Linked DNA regions of Mus musculus: regions 1 and 2 are each linked to region 3. Evidence: chromatin contacts called from public HiChIP or PLAC-seq and promoter capture Hi-C data. All regions are on one chromosome and are shown on one strand. The core of a region is the stretch at or near the end of the contact, and the rest is flanking DNA. Distances in the headings are between cores, read along the strand shown. Region 1 holds the start of Trp53cor1 (tumor protein p53 pathway corepressor 1). Region 2 holds the start of Pim1 (proviral integration site 1). Region 3 holds the start of Cpne5 (copine V).

Region 1 (3,182 bases), core at 255-2,754, 160 kb before region 3:
AGGAGGAGGAGGAGGAGGAGGAGGAGGAGGAGGAGGAGGAGAAGGAGAAGGAGAAGGAGAAGGAGAAGGAGAAGGAGAAGGAGAAGGAGAAGGAGAAGGAGAAGGAGAAGGAGAAGGAGAAGGAGAAGGAGAAGGAGAAGGAGAAGGAGAAGGAGAAGGAGAAGGAGAAGGAAGAAGAAGAAGAAGAAGAAGAAGAAGAAGAAGAAGAAGAAGAAGAAGAAGAAGAAAAGAAGTCCATGGTGCATCCAGCATGGAAAAGTTCTGGATTCTATAGGCCATCTGCTGGTCAACTGTTTCAACCAGAGGGCTCTCTCTGGAAGTAGACACAGGTTATGTGTGCCGCTACTACCTCTGGGAAGGAAATGGTGGCTGGAGGGTGGGGGTTTGTCTGGGGTCCGGAAAGACTTTTGTTTTTGTTTTTAACCAACATCCTTTTTCATCTTTTGACTGTTATTCCTGGGAATGTATTACGGACTCAACAAAATAAATACAGGAAATTATGGAAAAATGAAACTGCACTTTGGACTATACTACAAATAGAATTTTTAAAGATATTTGGAAAAAGAAATGAGCGGAGCGAGCAGCTGCTATTGATGGTGTCAAAGCAGTGTTTGTCTTCTCAATCCTGCTGACTGCAGTGGGTCCAGGCTTGGAGCGGCTCAGGCTAACAGCCCTGAGTGGGGGTGGGGTGGAGTGGGAGGTCGGTTGGCAAGCTCTTGGCTGAGGTTTCCTAAAACCTGGAGGGGCCGTGGCGGAGGCGGGGCTCTTCTTGCAGAAAGCCGCACAGCCCGAGGACAATTTGTTTTTGTTTTGTTTTTATGTAGCTTGCCATTGTTCAGTTTGATTTTTTTTTTTTTTCCCACACAGGGTCTCGCATAACTCAGGCGGAGGGCTGAAACTTAGTATGCCGCTATCTGGGCATCCAGCCCCCACCTCTGGAGTTCAGGGATAACCTACCAAGCCCGGTTTTTGTAGTGCTTAGAATGGAACCCGGGATTTCCTGTACGCTAGTCAAGCTCTCTACCAACTGAGCTACGACCCCGACTCCTTTCTTTATCGTCACGTAGTCCAGGCTGGCCTCAAAACTTCCCATGTAGCTGCGGATGACTTTGAACTCTGGATCTTCAGGTCTAAACTCCCTGTGCGGAGTGTGGGAATAAAAGGCTATGTCCTCGCTCCCCAGTGCTAGCTGTCATTGTTATTATTTTGAGAGAGGAAAAAAAAAAAAAAAGAAAGAAAGAAAGAAAGAAATAAGTCGAGGACACTCACGGAAAGCGAGTGGGACAGGCCAGGCCAGCTGAGGTTGTCCACAAGTTCTTGCCCTGGGTCTTTGGAGATATAATTAGCTGGTTTTTCCAGCGCTGAGTGGGTGGTTCACTTCTGCACCCCTGGCAAAGCTGGGAGATGATGCAACCGAAGGCAAGCCCGGGCAAGGCCGGCAGAGAGTTGTGGCTATGGGGCTCAGGCGACTTGGTCCTGGGCGTGGGGAGTGTGGGTCAGACTGCCAGGGGAAGCTAAGCCTGCCGGCTGCCCAAGTCTCCGCCTCTCCCCCCTCCCCCCATCCCTGCACAGTAACAACTTCTATTCTGAGTTCTTTCTCTCTGTGCTGCAGGTGGAAGAGTCCGGGGAAGAACTGGAGGCCACATGGGGGCCGGGGGGCGCTCTGTTCTGGGAGATTAAATCAGGCATTGAGGATGGAGAGAGGGCTTTTAATCAACAGGAGACATTTTCAGGTCACCATGTGCTCATGGGGTTAGCCAATCTTCTTTTACTTTTTTTGAGACAGTCTCCTGTTGCCACGGATGGCCTCAAACTTGCTAGGTAGAGGAGGATGCCCTTGATCTTGGGACCTTTCTGTCTCCATCACCCAAGTGCTGGGACTGAAGCCTTGCCCCATCATATCTGGCTGTGAAGTATAGTGTTTTGTTTTGTTTTGCTTTTCCCCTTGGTTTTTTGAGACAGGGTTTCTCTGTATACTGGCTGTCCTGGAACTCACTTTGTAGACCAGGCTGGCCTAGAACTCAGAAATCTGCCTGCCTCTGCCTCCCAAGTGCTGGGATTAAAGGCGTGCGCCACCACTGCCCAGCGAAGTATAGTTTTTAATTGTGTTCATTGTCACGTAAAGATCCTAAGGGCTGGTGAGATGGTTCAGTGGACTCAGGAGCTTGCCGCCAAGGTTGGCAAGCCCTGTTTGAGCCTCAGAACCTGGATGGTAGAAGGAGAGAACTGAGCCTGAATGTTGTCCTTTGACCTTCCCTAATGTTGTCTTGTTCCAGTGTATGTCGACACACAAGAAATAATGCAGTTAAAAGATAGGATAGGGCTGGAGAGACAGCTCAGCGGTTAAGAGCACTGACTGCTCTTCCAGAGGTACTGAGTTCGAATCCCAGCAACCACGTAGTAGCTCTGAACCATCCATAATAGGATCTGATACCTATTTCTGGGGTGTCTGAAGACAGCTACAGTGTACTTACATATAATAAATAACTAAATCTTTTTAAAAAATAGAATAGAGCCGGGCGTGGTGGCGCACGCCTTTAATCCCAGCACTCGGGAGGCAGAGGCAGGCGGATTTCTGAGTTCGAGGCCAGCCTGGTCTACAGAGTGAGTTCCAGGACAGCCAGGGCTACAGAAAAACCCTGTCTCAAAAAACCAAAAAAAAAAAAGAAAAAGAATAAAAAAAATAGAATAAAAGAATATTAATTTTTTATATTTATTTGTTTTGATTTGTATAGGTGTTTTGCCTGAATGTATGTGTGTGTACTTCATTTGTGCCATCCTGGGAGTAGACAGTACAGGAGACCAGCTCCTCTCCCCAGAGATGCCCACTGTCCTGGTCTCTATTTTCTTCTTTTAAAAATTTATTTATTTATTTTTATGTGTATGGTGTTCTATCTGCATGTACACTTGCATGTCAGAAGAGCATCAGAACGCATTATAAATGGTTGACAGCCACTATGTGGTTGCTGGGAATTGAACTTAGGACCCCTGGAAGAGCAGTCAGTGCTCTTAACCACTGAGCTGTCTCTCCAGCCTGAGATTTTTTTTTTTTAAATTGTAGATATGAGGGAGAGAGCCGGCATTTCGAAGAGTCCAGAGCAGAGGGAGGGAGGAAGGGAAAAGGAGAGGGAGGGGGAGGGAAGAGGGAGGGGGAGAAGTGGGAGAGGGAGGAGAAGGAGAGA
Region 2 (3,328 bases), core at 323-2,822, 250 kb after region 3:
GTCATCAGAAATGAATGAGTTAGTCCACAGAACACAAACAAAGGGAAATATGTAATGTTTTGTAAGAGGCATCCATAAAAGTTATGGAGTCTCTGGGCATCTTTATAAGCAGCATGGAAAACTTGTAAAGGAAGCATTTAAACGCGTGCGCTAATGACTACATCCACAACAGGCTCGTTCCTCCTTTAAAGATCTCTCAGACCTAAGAACAACAACAAAAATAACGAACAAGGGGTGTAGCTGGCTGTCCATGACTCTGGCCACCAGTATCTCAGTTTATATGGATTACACAGAATGAGAGTTTACCCATTTCCACACGTCGTTATCAACTCTCCATGAAGTTCAAAAGGACAAAAGATGAAAGCGGACTCGGCTAGCTTTCCGTGGTATTTCCACGTGCATGTGGGGACTTTCCTTTGAGACAAGGCTGGGGTGGGGGCCAATAATATCTGGTATCGCCTGACTGCTAATACCAAGCTGATGAGAAGGTAACTACCGCAACAACCTCTGATTAAACCCAGCGGCACCCTCCCACCCTCGCCCGCGATCAGGAATTTTCCTGCTCCTCCCGCCCTCTCAGAAGGGGCTGAGGCAGCATTTGGCAAGAGAAAGCTAACGTTTGTGTCGTGATTTCCTCTCTCAGGCGCTCGGACATGGACCGAGGGGATCAGGTACCCCGGGTCCCTTCTAATTCTCTCTGCATTTCTAAATTGAGAATCTTTGTCACCGGCTCCTCGCATCCCAGGTCTCCCCCACTTTTCCTCGCAGGCCTGTGACTGGCCTCGGTGTGCAAAATGCCGGTGACTCACGTCTTGCACAGCCTTCGCCCCCAAAAACACAATCATCACCCCCAGGATCTAGCCCACATAACATCGTCAACCCGCCCCAGCAGCCTTGGAGGTCTCCGGGCTGAGTCACACCAGAGGACCACCCTGGTCGGCATCCACACACACGCGGTCCCTACTCATGGCTTCCGCGCCCGCCACACCAACGCCCTTCCATTTCTCACAACTTGCTACGCTCCAGCTCCAATCCTCGACCCCCCTCCACAACCCAAATCTCCGGGAAACACAGAGCCGGCAGAGCTGGCCTCGGGCGGCCTTTGATGGCTTTGTTATTGTTTGGGTTTGAATCGATACGCCCCTCCCCATCCTTCCTCCCCCGCCCGCGCGCGCCACCCAGCTCCCGCCTCCCTGCACGCCCAGCGCCCCTCCCCCTCCGTTTTGGCGCCTTTTCCTTCCCGCCACGTCGTGGCGGCGTTAGCGACCATTCTGACCGCGAGGCGAGAGGCGGGGCCCGCAACGCCTTATGCAAATAGGGCGTCTTCTGGTTGGCTGAAGCCGCGCCCGAGGGCGGGGCCGGGGAGAGGGGTGTAGCCGCGAGGGGGCGGAGCGGAGGGGAGCGGCCCTGGTCCCGCCGCCTCCCCGCCCCCTCTCCGCCCTCCGCCGCCGAGCCAGCCCGGCTCCCCACCTCGGCCTCCCGGAGAGGCCCCGCCCCGTCCCCGCCCGCCGCGCGCGCCCTCCCCAGCGGCGCGCTCCGCCCCTTTACTCCTGGCGGCGGGGCGAGCCGGGCGTCTGCAGCAGCGGCCGTGGCGGCGGAGGAGGCTGGAGGGGAGTCGGCAGTGCCGGCGGCGGGATCGGCAGTAGCAGCAGCAGCAGCAGTCACAGTCAGCAGCAGCCCTGGGTCCCGCAGCGCCTCTCGCCCTGCCGCCTCCCGCACTGCCTGACCCAGCCGGCGAACCCGCCCGCGGCCAGCCCCGCCAGCGCCCTCAGTCGTCCTCCGACTCGCCCTCGGCCTTGCGCGCCAGCCGCAGCCAGAGCCGCAACGCCACCCGCAGTCTGAGTCCCGGCCGTCGGCTCAGCCCCAGCTCGCTCCGCCGCCGCTGCTGCTCGTCCCGGCACCGGCGCCGCACCGACACCCTGGAGGTGGGGATGCTCCTGTCCAAGATCAACTCCCTGGCCCACCTGCGCGCCGCGCCCTGCAACGACCTGCACGCCACCAAGCTGGCGCCGGGTGAGTGTCCCCACCCCACCCTGGGCGCGCGGGTCGTTGGGACGCCGGGAGACCCCCGCGTGGGTCGAGCGCGCTGAGTGTCCCGTGCCTCTTTCCTAGGCAAAGAGAAGGAGCCCCTGGAGTCGCAGTACCAGGTGGGCCCGCTGTTGGGCAGCGGTGGCTTCGGCTCGGTCTACTCTGGCATCCGCGTCGCCGACAACTTGCCGGTGAGTGGGCAACGCCGCCTCGGGGAGGGCGCGCGGAGGGATGCTTTGAGCAGGAGGGTCTGATGGAGACTCGGGGGTCTTCTTCCAGGTGGCCATTAAGCACGTGGAGAAGGACCGGATTTCCGATTGGGGAGAACTGGTGAGTGAGCCGGAGCCAGAGACCCTCTCATGGGTGGGTGGGTGGCGACGGGCGTGCCGGAACCGGCGCGCTAACCCTCGCCCTCACTCTGCAGCCCAATGGCACCCGAGTGCCCATGGAAGTGGTCCTGTTGAAGAAGGTGAGCTCGGACTTCTCGGGCGTCATTAGACTTCTGGACTGGTTCGAGAGGCCCGATAGTTTCGTGCTGATCCTGGAGAGGCCCGAACCGGTGCAAGACCTCTTCGACTTTATCACCGAACGAGGAGCCCTACAGGAGGACCTGGCCCGAGGATTCTTCTGGCAGGTGCTGGAGGCCGTGCGGCATTGCCACAACTGCGGGGTTCTCCACCGCGACATCAAGGACGAGAACATCTTAATCGACCTGAGCCGCGGCGAAATCAAACTCATCGACTTCGGGTCGGGGGCGCTGCTCAAGGACACAGTCTACACGGACTTTGATGGTGAGCCAGGCCCCGGGGAGGGAGCTGCCCAAGGTGCCGGCCTGGAAGCCTCTGGCGGCCTCGGCTCCGGCCCTTTGTAAAGGTCATTGGGCCGCCTGGCTCAGAGCTGGCAGGGGTGGGGCAGAGGCGAGCTTCCCGGCATAGTACAGCCGGGGATTTCGAGCTGGTTGAACGAACCTGCAACATTTCTGGCGTGATTGGGGTTTTGTTGTTGTTGTTGTTTTTGTTGTTGCTGCTGGTGTTTGCTTGTTTTTCTTTTCAGCAGGAATTTATTAAATTCCATGCTTTCCCGGTGAATAAGAGGTCGTGGGTAGCCGGCTGTAGCCCAGATTTCTAAAGTATGACCCACTTTTCCCTCCAGTAGGAGGTGGAGCCGTTGGTGGCGGGAGACATTGGTGCTGATTTTTTTCTTTTTCTTTTTCTTTTTTTTTTTTTTTCTTTTGTAGTTTTGTTTTGTGGGGGAGTTTTAAGGTAGTTCTTAGAACTGCAGGGTTTTGTTTTGTTTTGTT
Region 3 (3,271 bases), core at 717-3,216:
GGCTGACCACTGTGGCCACCTGCTGCTCAGTGTACCTACCCTCTTATCTATCTCCCTGTAGTGCTCAGGCCCACTGTGCACCAAGCCCGTGAGCTACCTCTGTAAGCAAGGCTTTCCTGGGAGGAGGCAGACTTCCCAGTTGGGAAACTGAGGCTTAAAGTTGGTCTCAAGTGGCAAGTGAGGAATCCCTCACAAGATGTCTGACTCCAGGTCTCACAGTTATGACCCTTCCTCTCCATGGAGTGGAAGACTCTTACGGGAACGATCCCGTCTCCCATGCTCACTCAGAGGCTCTGCACTCAGGGTCCTGGAGATGTAGAAGCCGGTGCTGTAGGCTGGTGTCTTTCGGGACAAAAGGATGCCCCTGGAAGTGGAAAGCACAAAGCCCTTTCCGGGTAGGGAACAGGCTGTTCAGGAGCTCAGAGGTGGGAAGGCTCTGGGAGACAACTCAAGAGTCTGAAGGCGACAGGCGTGATTGAAGGCGGGAGGCAGGGCTGTGTGCAGAAGGAGGGCAAGCTAACAGCTGCTGACAGCTGAGGAGGTGAGACAGAGCTGATGGGCCATCAGGAAGCTCCCAGCAGAGTAAAGGCATGTTCAAATTGTCTCTGTGTGGGACTGAGGTGTGGGGGATGGACACACATCTGGGAGTCACCGCAGTAGTCCCCTAGAGAGCCTGGCTGGGGACACCACCTCAGCAGCTCTCACTTCAAGTCCTCAGGAGGCAGTTTCCCAGAATCCATCCTCTTTCACACCCGAGGCTAGCATCTCGGGACATATGGACACTTGCCCAATGTCTCAATTCAGTAACTCAGAGATGAGGTGGACAATATCTGACCCAACAGCACCATAAAGCCAAGGTGCGTGGTTTGGAACAAGGGTGCGATGGGGCTCTGGAAATGCTATATGGGCCATTGCCAGGACCTCCAGTGAGTTATATCTGGACCACAATGTTCTTCACAAACCTATCAAAGCAGTGTGCCTAGGGCCAGCCACATGCCTGTCCAGCCTCGGGGCAGCCTATTAAGAGAACCTGAGAGGCCCAGCCCCACAGAGAAGGCCAACCAGTATGGCATTACTGGGGACTTGGAGGTGGCAGCCTACAAAACAAACTCCTTCCTCCCCCTCTTGCCTGGGGATTCTGACACTTCCTCATCAGCCCTTCGCTCCTTTGGCTTAAGATTTTCCCATCAGAGTTACTGGTTTTTAATGGCGCCACACCACTCCTAAGTTCGGCAAGGCTTCCTGCTCTCTGAGACTCTTGTCCCGGTTGATCCTTCTTGCTGGAGGCTAAAGCAAGAGGCTTTCAAATCCTGGGTTCTAAGACAGTGGAGGAGAGGGAGAAGGCTGGGGCAAAGGCCAGGGTAGGGGGAGAAAGGAGGTCACGGGAGGCACAGAGGGTCATGCCTGGGAGGAATGGCGCCAGTCCCTCTCAATTCTCCTTTTGGGGAAAGATAAATCAGGGAGAAAGCCAGAGTGGAGACCCTGGAGCGGCTCCTCCCCTTCCCACTCTGCTGCTGGGACCCCTGTTTCCGTGTCTTCCTCCTGTCCTGGAAGCAACAGCTCCGAATGCAAACTTTCTGGGAACCTGACCCCTGCCTGGCTGCCCATTCAGCCATCGCCACCCGCCGCTGGGCAGGGGGTCTCCGAAGACAGGCAGCGGGGCGCCCGGGAGACGAGAACAGTGAAAAGCAGGCTCGCTAAGCAAAGGCTGAAAGCTACAGAGAAAGAGGGATTCCGGCCCAGGGGCGGGGCAGGGTCCCCCCCCACCCCCGAACCGCGGGCGGCTCACCTGCATGACACCGTGATCTCCACCTTGGTAGCCGGGATGCTGCCCGCCAAGGAGTCGAACTCGCTGAGCGACGCCATGTCCTCGGGTTGCTCCATCGCCCACCGTCCCCCCACCCCACCCAAATTAGTCAATATTCCTGCGCGATTCACGCCTCCTCCGGAGCGGCTGCAGCCCTGGGCTGGGCGGCCAGGGGAGGAGAGGAGCGCGAAGAGGGGGCGTGGGAAGTGCGAGCGGGAAGAGGGCGGAGAGCGGGGGCCCGAGGAGAAACGGGGCGCGAGAGCTGCTGCGGGGAGGGGGGGCGCGGCGAGGGAACCCAGGCGCAGCGGGGAGGGGTCCCCTGAGGGGGCGTGGGGACTCGGGGATGGGGGACGAGGACTGAGCCGCCTCGGGCTTGGGGCGCAGCGCCACGTCCTCTGCTAGGGCTCCGGCTCCGGGGTGCCCTGGACTGCGGGAAAATCAAATGTACCCTGAGTCGCCGCCAGCGCCTCCCGCCAGGCGCGCGCAGCGTGCGGGGTCCGCGGGCGCCGGAGGGGCCGCCCGCAGGGGCCGGGGCGGGGCCAGGGCGGGGTCTGCGCGGGGCGAGTGTGGGAGCAATGTGTGAGTGTGTGAGTGTGCGCGCGTGTGTGTGCACGCGCGTGGCAGGCGTGGGGACGCGGCTCCGGATGACGGGGACAGGGCTGGCGACAGCCAGAGACGGTCCCAGGGCGCGCGCCGCCCTCTGCGCAAGTTCCCCCACCCCACTTGTCCAGCCGGGGTCTGCGTGCTGGGGGAGGGGAACGGTCCAAGGGGCACCTGTTTGGGCAGCGTCTAGGCGGGGTTCGGGGAAGAGGGCTCGGCTGAGTGTGCGCACCGCCACCGGAGGGTCTAAGCCCTCCACCCTCCACCTCCTTTTGGGGAGGCGGCGATCAGCCTGGTGCCAGGAAGGCTGGTCTGGTTTCCGACGTAGGGTGGGTCAGTGGGAGCTTGCCCATCTGCCTCTGGTGTCCGCAAAGCCTGGTCTTGGCTAGTCGCCTGAACCTTTACCCAGCTCCTTCGTCGTCCTCCTCCTCCTTCTCTCTTCGTGACCACAGGGGCCGAGCCAACCCCCGGGTCTGTCTGGAAGCTTCCTCCACTAGACCAAGTGGCTGGCCTCAGCTCCCTGGGCTTTGCAACCAGCAACCCAGTATACCAGGCTCAGAGCCCTGCACTGGGAAGCGAGGGGAGCGTCAAAGCATCTCTCAGGCAGACTTCCCAGGCTCAGCCTGCCCTCTGGGCCTGGGGTTGCAGCGCCAAGCCAGCTGTGCACGGAGTTTCCTCTCCAGCAAATCCACCCGTGGCCCCTCCTCAGCCTCGGTGTAAGCTTAGCTGAGACAAGACGCGCGGAGCAGCGGCAACTTCCTCACCCACCACCTCATACATCGTGGATGCCTGTCGCTATCGGTGGTGGCCTTCTGGCAGCCGGGCATTCCGAGCAGGTGCACCCGAACGCCGTTTGAAATCAAT

The links. HiChIP or PLAC-seq counts read pairs in DNA pulled down with a chosen protein or histone mark. Capture Hi-C pulls out chosen DNA fragments and counts their contacts.
Region 1: a contact with region 3 is called in an H3K27ac HiChIP or PLAC-seq map of embryonic stem cells, with 8 read pairs. The contact joins the promoter of Trp53cor1 here to the promoter of Cpne5 in region 3. A contact is called at or near these places in 7 of 39 promoter capture datasets (the HPC-7 cell line, cranial neural crest, frontonasal cranial neural crest and 4 more), 1 of 15 datasets of contacts at CTCF or cohesin (the NIH/3T3 cell line), 5 of 484 Hi-C or Micro-C datasets (the G1E-ER4 cell line, bone marrow-derived macrophages and embryonic stem cells), 20 of 115 datasets of contacts at active chromatin or transcription factors (the 230-238 cell line, the HPC-7 cell line, acute myeloid leukemia and 12 more) and 3 of 9 other capture datasets (adipose tissue, liver and pancreatic islet).
Region 2: a contact with region 3 is called in a promoter capture Hi-C map of liver. The contact joins the promoter of Pim1 here to the promoter of Cpne5 in region 3. A contact is called at or near these places in 4 of 39 promoter capture datasets (cranial neural crest, embryonic stem cells, frontonasal cranial neural crest and 1 more), 8 of 115 datasets of contacts at active chromatin or transcription factors (embryonic basal ganglia, embryonic forebrain, embryonic midbrain and 4 more) and 4 of 9 other capture datasets (adipose tissue, embryonic stem cells, liver and 1 more).

What each region holds. Positions count from the first base shown.
Region 1 is chr17:29,077,622-29,080,803 of GRCm38.p6, forward strand. It overlaps Trp53cor1 (tumor protein p53 pathway corepressor 1), which reads right to left and starts at 1,505. Exons shown (of 2, transcript NR_036469.2): 1 at 1,270-1,505.
Region 2 is chr17:29,489,213-29,492,540 of GRCm38.p6, forward strand. Pim1 (proviral integration site 1) reads left to right here and starts at 1,573. Exons shown (of 6, transcript NM_008842.4): 1 at 1,573-2,013; 2 at 2,113-2,219; 3 at 2,308-2,358; 4 at 2,453-2,819. The coding sequence starts at 1,932. It overlaps Gm26885 (predicted gene, 26885), which reads right to left and starts at 2,332. Exons shown (of 4, transcript NR_168683.1): 1 at 1,965-2,332.
Region 3 is chr17:29,235,824-29,239,094 of GRCm38.p6, forward strand. It overlaps Cpne5 (copine V), which reads right to left and starts at 1,967. Exons shown (of 21, transcript NM_153166.2): 1 at 1,790-1,967. The coding sequence starts at 1,884.